4 separate regions of the Mus musculus genome follow, and regions 1, 2 and 4 are each linked to region 3. A link is a contact called in public HiChIP or PLAC-seq and promoter capture Hi-C data. All regions are on one chromosome and are shown on one strand. The core of a region is the stretch at or near the end of the contact, and the rest is flanking DNA. Distances in the headings are between cores, read along the strand shown.

Evidence for each region. Promoter capture Hi-C pulls out the DNA fragments that hold promoters and counts their contacts. HiChIP or PLAC-seq counts read pairs in DNA pulled down with a chosen protein or histone mark.
Region 1: a contact with region 3 is called in an H3K4me3 HiChIP or PLAC-seq map of stem cell-derived neural progenitor cells, with 71 read pairs. The contact joins the promoter of Neurog1 here to the promoter of Slc25a48 in region 3. A contact is called at or near these places in 15 of 39 promoter capture datasets (the 3T3-L1 cell line, the HPC-7 cell line, HPC-7-derived erythroid cells and 10 more), 2 of 15 datasets of contacts at CTCF or cohesin (both in embryonic stem cells), 2 of 484 Hi-C or Micro-C datasets (bone marrow-derived macrophages and embryonic fibroblasts), 21 of 115 datasets of contacts at active chromatin or transcription factors (craniofacial prominence, differentiating embryonic stem cells, embryonic basal ganglia and 10 more) and 4 of 9 other capture datasets (adipose tissue, liver, macrophages and 1 more).
Region 2: a contact with region 3 is called in a promoter capture Hi-C map of embryonic stem cells, with 2.9 times the contacts expected there. The contact joins the enhancer-like site here to the promoter of Slc25a48 in region 3. A contact is called at or near these places in 4 of 39 promoter capture datasets (embryonic stem cells, hippocampal neurons and stem cell-derived epiblast-like cells), 2 of 484 Hi-C or Micro-C datasets (liver and rod photoreceptor), 1 of 115 datasets of contacts at active chromatin or transcription factors (pancreatic cancer cells) and 2 of 9 other capture datasets (adipose tissue and embryonic stem cells).
Region 4: an H3K4me3 HiChIP or PLAC-seq map of embryonic forebrain shows a contact between it and region 3, with 4 times the contacts expected there. The contact joins the enhancer-like site here to the promoter of Slc25a48 in region 3. A contact is called at or near these places in 14 of 39 promoter capture datasets (the 3T3-L1 cell line, 3T3-L1-derived adipocytes, the C10 cell line and 8 more), 1 of 484 Hi-C or Micro-C datasets (embryonic stem cells), 14 of 115 datasets of contacts at active chromatin or transcription factors (craniofacial prominence, embryonic basal ganglia, embryonic forebrain and 6 more) and 3 of 9 other capture datasets (embryonic stem cells, macrophages and pancreatic islet).

Annotation. Positions count from the first base shown.
Region 1 is chr13:56,250,183-56,254,684 of GRCm38.p6, forward strand. Neurog1 (neurogenin 1) reads right to left here and starts at 1,998. Exons shown (of 1, transcript NM_010896.3): 1 at 296-1,998. The coding sequence starts at 1,750. The coding sequence ends at 1,016.
Region 2 is chr13:56,645,095-56,649,892 of GRCm38.p6, forward strand. No RefSeq gene overlaps it. Among named protein-coding and RNA genes, the nearest start is that of Gm40961, 18 kb to the right of the region's middle. Within about 2 kb of position 3,162, at least 91 of the 459 cell types and tissues checked have an H3K27ac peak or open chromatin away from gene starts, as enhancers often do. A contact at or near this core is called in adipose tissue, embryonic stem cells, liver and 1 more, where this site is marked.
Region 3 is chr13:56,436,925-56,441,411 of GRCm38.p6, forward strand. Slc25a48 (solute carrier family 25, member 48) reads left to right here and starts at 1,431. Exons shown (of 8, transcript NM_177809.4): 1 at 1,431-1,611. The coding sequence starts at 1,566.
Region 4 is chr13:56,219,859-56,223,969 of GRCm38.p6, forward strand. 4930550C17Rik (RIKEN cDNA 4930550C17 gene) reads right to left here. Exons shown (of 5, transcript NR_131023.1): 5 at 2,366-3,252. Among named protein-coding and RNA genes, the nearest start is that of 4930550C17Rik, 22 kb to the right of the region's middle. Within about 2 kb of position 1,688, at least 70 of the 459 cell types and tissues checked have an H3K27ac peak or open chromatin away from gene starts, as enhancers often do. A contact at or near this core is called in craniofacial prominence, embryonic basal ganglia, embryonic forebrain and 1 more, where this site is marked.

The DNA of each region.
Region 1 (4,502 bases), core at 748-3,247, 190 kb before region 3:
CAGGTAGCTGCGGATCGGGGCTAATTCCCCATTAGAAAGTCTTAATTGGCTTATGGGGTGCCTGAAAGTTCTCTCTTGTGTTTACAAGGCAGAAGGAATGGATGGCTCAAAGTGCCTTAATCTGTCTCCCTCGTTCTTGGCGATAGTCGGGTGCGCTTTATTTTTAAGTTGTTTTTGAAACAGGATTGGAGGTTTGGAGATGGTGGGATAATATTTCACTTTACAGGTGGAGCTGCCAAGGGGATGAGGGAAAGCCCCAGAGACACCGCTACTAGGCAAGGAAACGGGTGACTACTTTTTTTTCCCTTATTTTTTTTTATTTACACGAAGCATCTGCAGTACAAAAATGTAAACTTTGATAGCTCATAATAATAGAATAAATTCTTTATGTACAAAAATACATTTTCATATGAATGAAGCATCCTGAATAAATTAAAGTACCCTCCAGTCCAGTGCCTGAATAGCTATGCTAGCACTCAGGTTCTTCCTGGAGCAAGCCCACAGTGGCGGGGGTCGGGATCCATAATGCATGAAGCCCACTCCTTGTGGCTCCTTTTTAAGCCTTGCCATTGTATTGTCAGCCGGCTCAAACCGAATTTTCATGCTCGTTTTTCTTCATTAGAGTTCTACAAATTGTAAAATTGACTTTTCACCTCGTCTTCAGGGGCTCATCTGTCCCTTTTCCAAACCACACTGAAGTGGTGGCTGGGGTCAGTTCTGAGCCAGTCACAAAGAAGGTTTTGTGAAGTTCAGAAAGTGCAACAAAAACGAAAGGCCGTCTGGGGGCGGGCGGGGGGGGGGGGAGGCCGTGCTGGGGGTGGAGAAATAGACCGAGGGCAGCTTCAGCGAGGGTGCAGCAACCTAACAAGTGGTCAGGTATTCCCCCTCCCCCCTTTAAAGCTCCCAGAATTCACTTGGGGGTAAGTGTGGCCCCCGGAGGCTTCAGCCAGTTCCCCATCTATTATTGCTCTTAGACTGGGGGAGGAAGAAAGTATTGATGTTGCCTTACAAAGGCCTAGTGGTATGGGATGAAACAGGGCGTCGTGTGGAGCAGGTCTTTGGGCAGGCCAGGAAAGGAGAAAAGGGGATCGCCCGGGCCATAGGTGAAGTCTTCTGAAGCCGAGGGACTACTGGGGTCAGAGAGTGGTGATGCCACAGTGGCGCAGGGGGAGGCAGCGGCCCCGGAACCCCAGGACTCAGTGTCGCTGGCCGGGCTCGGGGGCCCGGGCAGACAGGGGACACACTGCGGAGGCAGGAGGCGCTCCCGGGCACTGCCCCCGGGGAGCCCTTGATCTGCCAGGCGCAGTGTCTCAGCCAGGGCCCAGATGTAGTTGTAGGCGAAGCGCAGCGTCTCAATCTTGGTGAGCTTGGTGTCGTCGGGGAACGAGGGCAGCACGCTGCGCAAGGCGTCCAGCGCAGCGTTGAGGTTGTGCATGCGGTTGCGCTCGCGATCGTTGGCTTTGACGCGACGACTCCTCCGCAGGGAGTGCAGCAGAGCCTCGGACCGCACCCGAGCGCGACCTCGCCGCCTCCGCCGTTCCTGCTCTTCGTCCTGGGCACCGGGAACATTCGATGCCCCGGAGAGGGCGGGAGCGCTCCTCCGGGCTGGCACGGACAGCCCCGAGGTGGAGGCTAGGGGCTGTAGCCTGGCACAGTCCTCCTCGTCGGTGAGGAAGCTGGACAGGTCGCTGCTGCTGTTGCTGCTGGAGCAGTCGAGATCAGAGATGCAGGTCTCCAAAGGGGCAGGCATCTTGCAGTGTGCAGGACCGACAGACGGACAGGAGGTTTGGAGGTCGGCCTTCGAAGCGCACTTACTGTCCGTACGACCCGGGGCTAGCCTGTGCCTGCTGCAGGCGCGAGGGCCGGGAAGATCGCAGGGGCTCAGGGAGTGAATGGGCTTGGCCCTCCTCGCCTCGCCTGCAGGGGCCACGCGCCGGGCTGGTCTCCTGAGTGATGTCGCCGGCGATCAGATCAGCTCCTGTGAGCACCAAGTGTGGCACACGACCGGCCTCAGGACCCCTTAAGTACGGCGCGCAACAATGGGCGCCCCCTCCCTGGCCACCTCCGCCCCCGAGGCGGCGCGGGTGAATGGCGAGAGGCGGCAGGTCAGCCCCGTGCGGCGCCTGCTATTTGCATAATTTATGCTCGCGGGAGGCCGCCCCCGCCCAGCCCCCCTCCTGGAGCGTGCCCGTAATTACCGCCGGCCAATCGGTGGCCCGGCCTGCTCCGGGAGCCGGATCAAGCGAGGGAGGCCGGGGCGTCTCTGGCCGGGAAACCCGGGCGAAGGCGGGGGCCGGGGGCGATTAGCGGCGGGCCGAGGCACACTCCTCCCAGGGGCGCGCGGGTGTCCCTCGCTGGGGTGGATGGGGAGGAGGAGCCCTGGCAGAAAGTGTGAGCTCTGTGGCGGGTGATGGAGAGCTGGGGCTGAGGCTGGAGGCTGGGTTCGCATCCCTTTGCCTGCTACTGAGTTCGCATCCCTTTGCCTGCTACTGATTGACTATTCGCATCTAAACAGACAGGACCAGTAAACAGTTACACGTCTTGAGGAGGGATAGATGTCCCTGCTCCGCCAAGGTTAATGAAGAAGACAGCAAGAGAAAGATCTAAAGATCCAATGAGTTCCCAGACTGAGCTGGGGCTTGACCCCACTCTGCCCCTGCCCGCGTACCCCTCCTCAAAGACTCACGAGGTAATATGGGGGTGTGCAGACCCCCTCTTCTCCTGAAATCTTGCTCTCTCCATTTCCAAGCATCCTCTTGTGCCGCACGTTTTGGAATGGTGCCAGCCTCAGGGGCTCACCCCAGTGCCAGCTGGCTAAGGGACTTAGCTTCTGGCCAGGAGAGAGATGTCCCACAGAAGGCAGCAAGCACACAGTGGAATTCCGTCCCCATCCCTTCTGCCAATTTGCCTATAAACTTGCCTAGTCCAGAGAAATGTCCTCATTCTGTGGGTCGAGTCATTTTCCTGTTTGCCGGACAGCAATAGAGGCTCAGGCAGCCTCTCAAATGCACCTGAGAGGAGTTATTTATTAAGGAGCAAACCTGGATCGTGGAGTCAGGTATTAAAAACAAAAGGAACACCCTAGAGGCGCCCCCCCCCCCTTTCCATGATATCTGAGTGGTGGCCTCAGGCCCAGTGCAATGCCTAGCCTGCTGTCTTCAAAGGGGCTCTGTCCAGGACACCTGCGCCTTGGTAGAGAAAGCACAGCCTCTTTGCCTATGCCTAGCTCTTGCCCCGTGGCTCCTTCCCTCTGTAGCAGCTCTTGGGCAGAAAGCTAGGACACAGTTACAGATTAGGGCTTGAGGAGGTTTGTAAAAAGTGGCAGGAAATGGCTGTAATCAGATTATGCAAGAAAAAGTAATTGTTGACAGATCCTTGGGCATCCCAGGAGCCCAAGGGCTGCTGGGAGTTGTGCAATGGTAGCTCTGCCTCTTTCTGTCCCTGTGACAGCTTCTGGTGGTCCCAGAATACCGGCACCAGTCTGACCTTGTGACAATTCCAGGCCCTGTATTTATTTCTTTGGGCTTCCTTAAAATTACCACACCACAGTGGGTGCATTAAATTTACAGAAGATCGCTCTTCTGAGGCTCAGAAGGCCAGAAGCTCAAAACCAAGATGCCAAGGGGCTTCATCCTTTTCAATTTCTTGTGGCTCCTGGATGTCCTGGCCACTAATTCATAACTGAAGCATCCCGCTCTGCCTCCTGCCTTCGTGGGTCCTACCCTGTTTTGACTCTGTGTCTTCTTCAGGAGAGCTGCATGACTGTGCACTACTGAATCCAAGATGGCTCTAGGCTCTCACTTTTATCGCATCCCCCAGAACTGTTGTTCTAGCTATGGTTACATTCTGAGGCCATGGGGGTCCAACCACTGAACCCGTGATGGCCCCATTTCTAAGTCGGGCCAGCACCCTTGGAATAGTATCCATGAGGATTTTAGCTACCCACCTCTTGCAGTACCAGAGCGTGAGAATTCACTCCCGGCTCTGACAATTAGACCAGGCAATTTAAAGTTCATTCCGTCAAACTGAACACTGACTCTGAGCTGGTGACATTTTAAAGGTCACTTGAATCATGGTGACAAGCTGGAAGAGCCATTCATTGGTCACTGGTAAAAGAGGTGGCCAGGAGGTGGTGGATGTCCAGCCAGTCTGCTGAGTGGAGCTACTGGGCTCCATTTGCCAGGTGTGTGTCTGTGGCTTAGCAAGGGAAGCAGGTCCATGCTGCCGAAGCTTAGAGACTTGCACTTACTTCATGTGGAGGTTGGTGGCTTGCTCTGGGCTGGCTGTCTATTAAGTCTGGGGTGTAGAAAGTTGGGGGTGACTGGCTAAGGGAGGCCCTGACTCCTAACTCTTGTATGGTGGGGTTCGGTGCTAGTAGAACTCATGGAGATTGTTTATTCAGCCTCTGTACTTGAAACGCAGGAAACGGAGGCCTTTTCCCCAGGCTGCCCCGGGTACTACAATCCCACCCCATGTTTTTTTTTTTTTTTTTTTTTTTTTTT
Region 2 (4,798 bases), core at 1,912-4,411, 210 kb after region 3:
CCGTCTGAGTTTGTTCTTCTGCTGTGGGAGACACAGAGTCTCAGGGAGCTGAGTCCACCTTCAACTGTGTCCTTGTGCCATAAAGTCCTCACCAGCTCCCCACCCTCTGCTGTCCTACCTCTCCTAGCAGCCTGTCTCCTCATCCCTTTGATCTGCGTAGCTGTGGGTACATCTATAGCACACCACTTAAGTTGGTGTTAATTTCATATCTTTTAAAACACTGTATAGAGTTAGATCTCATTTGAGTTCTTCCTTTTTGAAGATAAGTTGGTTTTTCCTCCTCTCTCTCTGTCTTTTTTTCTTCTGTGTAAACATGTGAGAAAATATAGGAAGCAGAAAGAAAAAGTGAAATTATCTATCGTTCTACCAGTGTCAGCCATGGTTAAGTGATGTGGAATCTCCTTCTAAATGTGGGGACTGAGGAAAATGTGTCTATGTGTCACATATTGCACACCCATGCTAGGAGTCAGAAACCCAGGACTCTGTGCAAGAGAAACAAAAAGTGTACCACTAAGCTACGTCCCTAGCTGTCCTCTTTCTTTATTGTGCTCAATTATGTTTCACCATAAAAATAAAAGTTGTTAACTAGGAAGAACTTTTGGCTGTTAATGATGGAGCCCTGATGGCAGCAGGGCCATCATCCGGCTGGACTAGATAGATATTTTGGTCCTCCAGTAGACATTTGGTCCAGTTGGTGACATGAGAATGAACTCTGAAAATGTTTCTGTGCCAAGTGACTATGGAGGGTCACAAAGGAGAGAAGGGACACAGACAGCCTGGAGTGAGAGCGAGCAGCCCCCCCCCCGCCCCCCACTGACATCCACTGAGGACAGTGACCCTCTGGCCAATACCCGCAAGGGACTAGTTCTACCACCAAGGCCAGTGACCCTTGACAGGAACTGTTCATTCCAGTAAGAGTCCAGTTGATGCTGCGGTCCATTTGAGAAACAGACCTTAAGTAGAACTCAACCGGCCCCCACTTGGAGAATTTCTAATTTACTGAGGGGCGAGATAAGGAATGAATGGGCCTTCTATGAAGGAACTAGTACAACTCCCCTGGGGATTTTACTATACAGAATGATGATTCTCTGATACGGCCATTGTAGGACCTTGTTACAAGTGCAGGTTTCTAGGTTCTGGCCTGTCTGATTATGCTCCAGGTTCATTTGTATGAAGAAATAAAAAGAAAAATAAAGAAAGAGAGAAGGAAAAGAAAAGAAAAGAAAAGAAAAGAAAAGAAAAGAAAGGAAAGGAAAGGAAAGGAAAGGAAAGGAAAGGAAAGGAAAGGAAAGGAAAGGGGAAAAAAAAACAAGGAAGAAAACGAGCCTTGTTGGGTGGTAGCACATGCCTTTAATCCCAGCACTCTGGAGGCAGAGACATATATCTCTGTGAGTTCCAGGTCAGCCTGGTCTATAGATAGGCTACACCAAGAAACCCTTTCTCAAACAAACAAACAAACAAACAATGCCCAAACAAAAGCCAACCAACCAAAACAAACAACAACCAGAAAAAAAAACACACACACAAAAAAAAGCTAAAGCCAACCAACCACCAAACCAAACCAACAAAACCAGGGTCTCGTGTTTCATGTAAATAGGCTAAGCTGGCCTGGAACTCCTCTTGATATTCCTGCCTCCATTTCCTAAGTTCTAGAGTTATAGGTTCATGCTGCTGATCGGGACGAAGGGAGAACAGATCACAAAGAGAAACAAAAGCTTCCTTGCCTCCATTGGGTGATAGCTTAGGTGCTAAAGTCCTAGAGAATCCACACTACCAAAGCCACAGGAGGGCCTTCCCGGTCCTTTTTCTCATTAAGATGAAAAATGGATTTCACAGAGGGTGAGTGAGCTGGTTACTTTCTACTGTCAATCTAGAGTCGCCTTGGAAGAGAGAAGCTCCCTTGAAGGTTTGCCTCAATCACTTTGCCATGGCTATATCTATGAGATGTGGTCTTAGCTGACAACTGGTGTGGGACAACCCAGCCACTATGGGTAGCACCATTCCTAGGCTCACGTGTCTAGGCTCTATAAGAAACCTAGCTGAGCACAAATCAAGGGAGAGCAAGCCATAAACACGGTTCCTCCACCATCTCTGCTTCAGTTCCTGCCTCTGGGTTCTTGTCTTGAGTTCCTGCTCTGATTTCCCTCAGTGATTGACTGCATCCTAGATGTGTAGCTGAAATAAACCCTTTCCTCTCCAAGTTGCTCTCAGTCCTGCTGTTTATCATAGTAACAGAAAAGCCACTAGAACGATAAGCTTTACTGCAAGCGTATTATAGCTTCAGAGGTGACAGCTGCTGCCCTGGAGTAAGAGTGGTGTGTTCCAAAGATGGGTTGCTGCCAAGGGCCACTGTCTGGAGTTAATAAGGACTGTCTATCTTGAGGTGTGGGTAGTGGTGAGCATGAGCCAGTCAGTCCAGTTGGTCCAACCTCTGGGGGTCTGTGTAAAAGAAGAAGAAATATGACAGAGCCCCCAAACACTTGCTGCTTACGGCCAAGGACAAGAATGGAAGTCCCTGTCCCTAAAGCTTCCTCGCCAGTTTCTATTTCCTGTTTTCATCACCACAATGCCCAGCTCAGCATCCTTAACACACTCTGGTTTGCTGCCTCTTAAAAGTTGGGACGACGAAGACTCTGAAGCCACCGCTTTGCCGCTTTGGGATGGAACCGCAGACTCTTGCATCATAACGGGTGACACTGACGTCTCTGGTCCCTGGGGCCACAGCCAAGGGTCAAAGTCTCAGTGGGTTCAGAAAGACTAGTTAGGCACCCTCAAGGGTAGTCATGGGACCGACGACACTCCCTAGGACTTGTTGGAAGCAAACTTTGCCCCCCACCCCCACCCCCCACTGGCTCAGCCCTCTTGGATCAGAAATTCCCCATAGTTTCAGGAAACCCACTGAGATGCAGGAAGCCTGAGACTTACTCACTACCAGGGATGTAGACACACATCAGCTGGGGTGGCAGCAGGGCCTGCAGAGAGAGGATGCTGGCTCTTTCCAGCCTCATTCCCCAGGGGCCTGGCCCTAAGGAGCAGGAAGCAGACAAAAGTCTGCCAGCACATCTGGCAAGCCAGCATGAATTCTGCTTCCTGATAAGGTCAGGGGTAGCTGCATGGGTATCATTATGTAAATATGCAAAAAGCAACATTCTTGGAGGGAAGCCCTTCTCTCTGTGATTTTAATGAGCTGTGGCCCAGGCCAAGCCCCAGATGTCTAGTCCACAGCAGCTGCCACAGAGAGAAAAACACATCTGAGGTGTTTGTTTTCCTCTCAATTGAATGTATCAGTTTCTAGAGTCTAAACACCCATTTCTGGAAAGCTTAGGGATTTCCCTAGCCTGTGGAAACAGGAAAGCATGTGTCTGAAAGGAAGGGGCAGGATTATCATCCTAGCAGGGCACACACACCTTCTTCCCCACTTGCCTTGCATTCTTCTCTGTATTTCTTGGTTTGAATCAATGGACCCCAAGGAATTGGAATTCCCCCAGGGACTTCATGTTGATAGAGACAACAAAAACAAAAAGCTGACACCTAGTGCCAGCTAAAGGAGGGGAGCCTGTCTCCCAGAAAGAGATGGATAACACATCATGTCACCCTGCTGGAGTTAATCAGCTAAGAGTGAGTCAGTGGTGGACAGGACCACACCTTGACCAAGATTGCTATTTGCTTATGCACACCTTTTGCCCTCTATTTAAACCTTAGCCTTGGGCCAGAGATGGCTCATCAGGTAGACCTGTGCTGCCAAGTCTGACAACCTTGGGTTTATCCACGGAACCCAGATGGTAGGAGGAGAGAACCAAAGGTGCAAATCACACACACACAGAGTCACAGTCACACAGACACTCAAACAGACAGTCACACCGAAACAGATATAGTCGCACACACATACAACACAGTCACACACAGAGGCACACACACCATATACACCACACATTTATTTACACACACTATACACACATATAAACACATACTACACAGAAACCACACATGCACACACCACACCCCACTCACACACACTCTCACACACACTACACACATATACACACTACACATACACACCACACACACACACATACCACACATACCACACACAACACATACACACACTACACAGACCACACACCACACACACTACACACACATATATACATTATACACACATACCACACACATACATACACACACCACACACACCACACAATACATACACACTGCACACACATATATACATTATACATACACACCACACACATACATACACTATACATACACACACCACACACCACATACACCACACATATACCACAATACATACACACTGCACAAACATATACATACACATACACACATACATACACACACTAAATAAATAAATAAATAAATAAATAAATAATCAAATAACTTTAGACCCTTTAAACCTCATACCAGTATCCTGGAGATGAATGTCCTAGTTAGTTTTTAGAGCCAACTGGGTGGAGGAAACCTTAAATGAAGAGTTGCCTTAATCAGACTGGCCATGTCTATGAGAGATAGTCTTGATTGAGGATGGACATGGAAGGGCTCAGCCCACTGTGTGCAGCACCATCCCTGAAGCCCTGTGTATGTGTGAGTGTGTGTATGTGTGAGTGTGTGTGTGTGAGTGTGTGTATGTGAGTGTGTATGAGTGAGTGTGTGTGAGTGTGTGTATGTGTGAGTGTTTGTGAGTGTGTGTATGTGAGTGTGTATGAGTGAGTGTGTGTGAGTGTGTGAGCCAGTGAGCAGCAGCATTCCTCCACCATTCCTGCATCTAGGTCCTTGC
Region 3 (4,487 bases), core at 181-2,680:
CTGAAAGAGACTTTGCACCACCAGGTTCTCTGAGCACAGGGCTCTGAGAGGGCGTGGCTAGAGGAAGGGCCACAGTTGACAGGAATTACCTTGCCAGGTCAGCACAGAGCGACACTAACCCCCACCAAGTGTCATCTCAGGAGGGGGATGGAGCAGCAGTGGCTCAATGTGTGTATGTGCATGCATGTGTATGTATGTGTGCTGTGAATGTGTATGTGTGCTTATGTATATGTATGTACATGTATGCATGCACACATGTGTATGTATGTGCATGTATGTGTTTGCATGCATATATATGTGTGTGCACACATGTATGTGCTTGTGTGTATATATTTATATGTGTGCATGCACACCTGTGTGAGTTGTGTACAGGTATATCTATGTATGTGTGTGCATGTGAGTGTATATGTGTGTGCACGCATGTATGTGCATATGAGAGAGACAGTGTGTGTGTGTGTGTGTGTATGTGTGGAGAACCTTAAGTCTCCTATGCTGTTTCCCACTAAGCTGTCAAGTGCTCCTCCTGTCTATGAGGACCCCCCCCCCCCCACTCAACTCTGAAGTTCCAGGCACCCAACCATGTCAGGCATTTGTATGGGCTCTGGGACCCCAAACTCAGGTCCTCATGCGTGCACAGCAGGTGAACTTTCCACTAACCCATCTCCCCAAACTGTTGTGGATAGCCCTGGGGATAATTATATTTGATATTAATTCTGGTCTCCTGTGAGTGGATGGGAACAAGGAATGAGTCAGCCAGCACTCAGGTGGTTTCCTGTAAACCTGCTTCCCACCTTAATTTGTAAAATAAAGGCGAGCTGCTGATTGGGCAGATAAAAGGGAAGGTGGAGTGGAAGATGAGGAGAGAGAAGGAGGAGAAAATGGAAGGTGAAGAGCAGAAGCACATGGCCTGGAGAAACCTCAAGTTCTAAGGGGTCTCATAAACTGTGGAAGATGGTAGTGGAGTGGTAGATCTGCCCAATCTAGGCGCACAGCATGTATTCATATTAACTGAGTCATGTTTTCATTGCCCGGGCATATTTGGGAGGAGATTTACTGCAACACCAAACCTTCCGTTAGTAAGTGCAGGACTGTTTGCTTTAACACAGGTGAGTCTTCCAGGTGAGTTCTATTGCAGGCAACATTTGGTGGTTGTAAAGCGTCCGTCCCTCTTTCCGTCTTTTGATGAACTTTGCAAACTGTTAAACAGGGACCGGTTCCTCTGGCTGGCGCTTCCACCTGAAGACTCAGAAGCTGTACTGTTGGGGAGAGAGTAGTGTCAAGAAGAACCAAAGGAATTCCCCTAAGAGACTGGGGCCCCGCCTCCTGGATCACACCTTGTCGAAGTGCTGTGCCTTTAAGGTCTTTTGGGGGCGGGTTGTCAGCCACCCGCCCTCATTCGCTGACAGCCCGAGCGCGGGTGGCTGGAACTCGGAGTTTAGAGAAGAACTTGCAGGGTGACGGAGTCGCGCCTCTGCTGTGTTCCTGATCCGGTGGGGCCATGCCCGACACACACTGAGCGCGTGTAGCGCCGGCTGCGGGAGGGCGAGGCGCACGCCGTGTCGGTCATGGGCAGCTTCCAGCTGGAAGACTTTGTGGCAGGCTGGATCGGAGGTGAGTTTGCTTGCGAAAGACCACCCCCACCCCCGCACCACAGGGCAAACTGCCCGGCGGCGCCAAGCCAGCTGTTCGCACCCAGTGTGCTCAGTGCTTTGCATTGCCCATCCAGGAGTGAGCTACGCCTGTAGCACCGGGTGTCCCTAGCCCAGTCCGCTTGGCTGGTCCTGAGTTCCCTCCTAATTTGTGAAGCCAAGCTCTTTAAGAGTCACATCGATTTTCTCGAGCTTCTGATTTGCCTCAACTTAGGCTCCAACGTAACTCGGGTCCCATAATGATTAAACCGCTGGTCAGGGCAGACAACCAATGGAGTCACCCAAATATGCGCACACCCTTCAGTGACCGGGGGCATACCTGAGTTGGTGACATCTCCAAGTTACTAGCGCTTGGGTTAGCGCTTGGTTTGGCAGCTGAAATCCGGGTCTCAGGGCGGCCAAGAACTTGGACTTCAAGATCAGGTTGTCTTAAGGGCATTGATCCTGAAGGGAGCGGAGCCCGCAGGGTAGGAAGTCGAGCGCTGTGGTGTAGTGGCTCGCGACACTACAGCTGAGAGGAATCCCTCTGGTTTGGCCGCCTTCAGCACCCCCATCTTTAGCTCTTCTGAACTTTTTGGTACCCCACCCCAACCCCTCAGCTGTTGCTAGGTTCACCACCAAGCCGGAGTAGTTAACAAAAGTAAAGTTTCTGAATAAAGTCCAGCTGGAGCTTGCTGTGTCCTGAGGTCTCTCTCTGTCAAGTCAGAGGCTGAGAGCCTGAGTCTCTGCCTCAGGCTCCCTGCAAAGCCGGTCTCATAGCCAGTCACCTGCAACCCATGGACAGGATGCTTAGCAGGTTCCAGGTAGGCTGAAGTACCTGTGCTGTGTCTTCCAAGGTTTGTATTCTCCATTAAAAAATGCCTCCAGCTCAAGTGTATGATTTGATGATTTTTAGTAACTCCATCAAGAGGTAAAACACCCCTCTAAGCTGCAGAGTATTTTTATGCCTCATCTTCCCCGTGAGTCACAGTTGTGCCCCTGCCTCTCAGAACAGCCACTGTCCTCTACATTTGCTTTTCTTGGCTATTGTGTATTGAATCCTGCATCCCGTGCCCTTTGCTCCGCTTATGCGTATTTCTCTCATTACATAGCAACCCCAACGAAGTAGGTGCCTTTACAGCCTTATTCAGCAGATAGGAAATGGAAATATAGAAGAAATTGGTGACTTTCCTAAGGTGAGCATCTGCAGGCACTAGGACTCTAATCCAGGCAACAGGGCACCAAGGGTTTGCCTAGGGCCTTGAAAGTCCTTGAAAGTCCTTGAACCCCCAAACTTGCCTATAGCAGTTGTCTTTCTTAATGACACTGTGCAACAAAATTTCACTACAATATCCTCCACATTTGTTTGAAGCTCAGCAGACTTTCCAAGCTTCGGAAACTACTGCCTTAGTACCCTCCCTTTTACTTTGCACCCCTGATTTCAGGTAGGTGGTAAGGGTGAACAGGGAGGTGCCTGTCTGCAGCTGACTCTGAGCTACTTCTCCAGATGTGGGGATACCTGCCCTGCTCTAGGCAGGGAGACGAGGTACCCTAAGAGCTGAGCCCCTCCCTCCCTGCTGGACAGAGTGAGGATTTGCCTGCTTCTATTCACCTCTGGGCTGCCAAGTTCACGGAGTGTGGAGGGTGAAGAAGACAGAAGGTTCTAGACCAAGCAACAAGTGTCCTTGTTGCCTGGCTTGTTAAACTCACGTCTGATGGCAGAGTTGTCATCCGTGTGGTAGGGGAATTGGTCATGGAGAAAGAGCCCTGTGTGACTGTCGGTTGCTGAGCACCACAGAGGCTTCTTAACCTAGGTCTGGGACTGTTTTACACCAGTATGTGTGTAGCCAAGTGTTTTGTCTGTCTGTCTGTCCCTCTCTCTTTCTCTCTGTCTGTCTGTCTCTCTCTGTCTCTCTCTGCCTCTGTCTCTCTCTATTTGCTTCTCTGTCTGACTGTCTCTTTGTCTCTGTCTGTCTGTCTGTCTGTCTCTCTCTCTCTCTGTCTCCCCCTTACACTCCTGCTTTGAAGCTATTCATTTCATTGTTTGCTAAACACGTGCTTTAGAGTTTACTGTTTAACATGACCAAAGAAGAGCCTATGTTCATTCAGTGATCACTCCTAATTCCCCTCCCTATAGCCCTAGAACCTATTTATCTGTTTTTCTTGTGGATTTGCCTATTCTACCTAATACATTTAAATAAGGTTGCATAGCACACCTTTGTGTCTGGCATCTCTTGCTTAGCATACCATGGTTTTTAAGGTTTGCCCACATTGCAGTAGGGTTCATCCTCCCTGTTTTGTGACCCCAGGTAGAGCATGGGTAACAGATCCAAGAAATGATTCCATCAAAGTCTAGCTTAACAAGTCAGTTTACTGGAGTTACTTACAGAGGTATAGGCAAGGGGTTAGTTACCGGAGCCTGGGTGACTCATAGGCAGCTGCTGCTCAGAACACACACCCCAGCACGGCTGCCGGCTCCTAAGCTGCTGCGTACGTGTTCTCAGGACAGCTGAGCAGGCATCTCTCCCCAGCGGCCCTTACTGCTTATGTAACATTGGGGGAGAGAATCCTGTAAATCTTACCCGTTTCAGGGAATTCTGAGACTTGTAGGTTTTACTTCCTGAGTGTTAGGATCCTCCAAAATAGAATGTTTCTAATTGGCGGAAATGGCTACATAGTACTTCTCGCAGCTAAATAACAATCCATTTTTGTGTACCATGTTTATTTGTTGTATATCAGTTAATGAACCTTGGGTCTGTTCCCAACCTTTGTCACACGTGATGAACTCTGTGCTGACCATGAGTGCACTTGTTTTGTTTGAGTTCTTGCTTTTAGCTCTTAGATATATATCTAGGATTG
Region 4 (4,111 bases), core at 438-2,937, 220 kb before region 3:
AGATTCTTCAATTTAATGTGTATATTTTGTCTGTGTATGTGAATGTGCACAACAATCGGGTTGTGAGCCACCATACAAGTGCTGGAGCCAAACCAGTGTCCTCTGCAAGATCAAAACCAGCTCTTCATCACTGAGCCACCCACCTCTCCAGCTCCACTGTTGACCATGGGAATAATTAAAGGGTCTCCACTCCTGAGACCTTAAAACACACGTCACCTTGACTCAAGGTCTTTTGGGGGGGGGTGTTGGTTTTTGAGACAGGGTTTCTCTGTGTAGCCCTGGCTATCCTGGAACTCACTGTGGTGCAGGCTAGCCTCAGGAACTCAAGAGTTCTGCCTGCTTCTGCCTATGAAAGCTGGGATTAAAGATGTTCACCACCACTGTGCCTGGCAAGGACTCTAAAGTCTAAATCAGGAACTCGCAGGAGGGTTTTGAGAGAGGAGGAGTTGGGGAGCCTCTGTTTGACACGAAGAGTAAGAATGGTTTGGATAATGTCTGACTCATATTTAGGTAATTCTGGGTACTGGAGTAGTTCTGACCCCAAAGGCTTAAGACAAAAAGCAACGTCTAATTGCCCAATGAATTGGTCATGCTGTCCTCAGACTCAAGGACCAGAAGCCAGCAGTCTTCCTTATGCTTGGCTAAAGACTCCTCAGACTTCAGGAATACTCCTGCCTGGCTCTACCTTCTCCTGTTATTGCCACATTGTCTCTGAAGGTAGAAATTAAGGGCAGGGACCACCAGCCGGGGGGGGGGGGGGGGGGGGGGGGGAGGATAGGCCCTTCCTGGTCTGTGAACAGACAAGCCCCTGCCCTGCTCCCATCAAATTCTCCAGGGCTTGAAGTCCCTGCTGGTCTTCCTCAGAGGGCTTGGAAAAGGGTCCCCTGAATTCCAAGGAGAGATTTAAAGGAAACCTTTAAGGTAATTTAAGCCTTTAAGTATCACATCGTATTAAATATGTGTATACATATATAGTCTAGATCCCACATTACATTGAATTATATAGCATTCTAGAAGTTTTACATGTGACTATTACACAGCCTTACACTACAATTTTTCCTTAAATGTCGATTAATTTGAATTATGTGGGTTCTTCTTTTTTTTAATTTGTAGAATTTTTTTTTTCCAGTTTCAAACATTTCCATAAATCCTTCCGAGAAAAATCCTGAGGCTTTGTGTTTCTGTTTTGTGGGGTTGTGGCGGTGGGTGGGGTCGGGTAGGAGACCGCCTGATCTCCTCTATCCCCTCTGCCGACCTCCATCAGTCCTCCGGGAGGTGCCAGATTGTGTGGGCGGCGTCGCCTGGGGATGGTGGGATGGGACTCCCACCCGACTGAGGCTGCGGCGCCTTCTCGGGCTGGGTGGGGAAACTCCATCAGTGTGGCTCTCCCCTCCCCCTGGGTCGGAGAGGAGGGAGTGGAGGGCTCTCCAATTGGAGAGTCTTTCATGTCTTTGTTTTTGCAGTGATTAACCCGTCCGAGCGCGCTCCGAGCGTGGCTCCAGGCAGCGCCGGGTGGGGGTGGAGGTGGGGAGGGGACCGAGGGCAAGGCCTGGGAAGGGGTGGGGGCGACTCCAGGCTTTGTCGCTTTCAGGGGAACTTTGCTACCATAGCAATGGAGCTTTCTAAGGCCTGACTTTGATTTCGATCCCATTAAAAGAGCCTGTCTGCTCAGTCTCGCGAGTGGAGAGGGCGTTCCGTCCTCACTAGCTTGCCCTGTGCCCTCCCTACTAGGGGTGGGCAGGATGCTGCAGCGCCAGGAGAGCTGAGCCCGCAGACCCGGCGAGCAGAGCACGTTGGGGGTCGCTGGGATGGGCCCCCAGCCCCACACGCCCACTCCCTAGGGAGCTGCGTCCGGTCTGTAGCCTTGGGACTGGGGCGAGGCGAGCTGTCCAGCCCCGGCCGGCCAGAGGGAGGCCCGGCACCTGCCGGTTGTTCCACCTCTGCATGCATTTCACACTTTTCTATCCTGTTAGGCACCGCGCTCCTCTGTCGACGCGGACTCGTCTAACGCCCTGTTTTTGTTTTTTGGTGGTTTTTTTTTTTTTAAGTGCCATGTAGGCTTAATCTAGTTAGACGATTTTCTGCTTAAAATTGCATTGTTAAAGGCAATTGTTTAAAAGTGGGCCGAGGGCGAGGGCGCTCAATCTTTGAACCGGACGGGGTTGGCAGTCCTAGGCTGTGCACCGGTGGCGCACTGCACTGATCGGCCAGCGCCGGGCCAGAGCCCGGAGGGGGAGGGAGACACGGAACAATCTTCGGGCTTTCTACGGCTGGCCGAGCTATTAGCGCCGTTTACCCAAGCGCAAACAGATGCAAATGTCTCCGAAAACGTCGCACAAAGCTGTGCAGACAGAGGCGGCCTCTTCCGGTCTCAATAGCACTTTATTCCCAGTCCAGCGTCCTCCGAGTGGAGGGAAAGGGTCCGCACGCATTTTTTCACATTGGCTGGAAGTGGGTGGGGGCAGACAGAGCCTGCCACCGCTTGTGCTACACACTCCAGCTGCTGCGCGTTGAGGACCGGCCAGAGGGTGCAATGGCTCTGGGGACGCCAGACCTGGGGCCTGGAGGAGACAGCGGCGGGACTAGTGCTGTGGGAGGCGTTCTGAGAGACTTCGGATCTTTTCAGGTCCACAAAGGCCTAGCTAGCGTAATGGTCACGCTAGCACGAAAGGGCGAGTGCCCGCCACACCGGAAAAAAAGTGGGATCACACTTCCACAAGAACCAGAAGTAGTAAACTTGCAGTTGGGGTGCGCAACGGGTGTCACTGCACTCCTATCCTCGAGGAGAGCTAGCCAGAGTGCTCCTTGCTGGGCCCCTTGAGGAGGCTCGGAGACTCGACTAGCCCAGGGATAGCTCCTGCTTAGGGTCGGTCAGGCATCTTCTAATCTCACCGGCAGAGAATTCTGGTTTAGGAGGAGTCGTACAACTTGACCCTATGGAAGGCGATGCGGGAACTTCTGGCCTTCAGAGCAGAGAAGACCTGCCAGTAAAAGAGAGAGGGAGGGAGGGAAAAAGAGAAAGGGGGAGGAGAGAGGGAGATGAGGGAGAACAGAACAGATGGAGATTCAGCTGGTGTGCCCCAAGTGTGGTCCAGTGGTCATCATTTCCAGCTTAAACCCAGCCCTTCTTTCCAGTAGGGTTCATGCAAGAAAACTTCCGGCCTCGGGGCCAGGAATCTGGCAACACCACAGGCACAGTCCGGGAGCTGCATCAACTCTTCATACTTAAGCCAAAAAGTCCGTTCACTGGAGCTAGGGAAAACACAAGGATCTCACCAATAAAGGGGTCTTTAGGCTTCAGGGAGAGTTCAGGCTTCCATAAACTTTACCAAGGTCCTTTTTCACTATTGTTTCTCAGTGTCAGGGGAATAAATGAATGAGTTTGGGAGGGATATTCTGCGTAGGGAAGAATCCTTTCCAGATAGGACTCCTCACACCCACATCTTCTATCTGCCTCATTCTCCCAAATGGTTTCACGTTCCAGTGTCATCGATGGCTTTGTCAGCCTCGAAGTTTTATCTAGCTATCTATCAGTTTTATCTAGCCCAAACCCACACTAAGAGCAGGCGGTACATTTTAACACCAGTCCAGATTTAACTGCTCAGAGAAGGTGTTTTGAATGGTCATGACCGGGTGATGAGGACTCCACGTTGAGTTGTCTAGCCAACAGTGCAGAGCCAGGATTTGAACCCTGGTAGTTCATGCCAGTGTCCCTATGCAGTCTACTGAGTTTGTTACAAATGCAGCTTCTTTCTCCTCTAACCCCAACGTCACCCGCAGCTCTTGAGATTCTTTTCTCAGAGTTAGAGGGCCGCAGCCTCTCTCCCAAGAGGCTCATCCAGGTCGCCTGGGGCAGGTGCAGGGCTGGGCGGGCTCATGGGGCGGGGTGGGGGGCGTTATCTCCTGAGCTGTGGCGCCCCGCACATCTGTTTATCTCTGAAGCCGCGCTGGATTGGATTTCCCCATGATGTTTATCTCCCTCCGAGGAGCAGTGCGCAGCGGCTACGCAGAGCGCAGCTGCTGGGCATTGATTGACAGGTGGGAAGCTGGGCCTCCCGCCTCTCCTGCATCTGGGTGGGGGCTGCTTCGTTGTCCACCGCCCACCCAGATT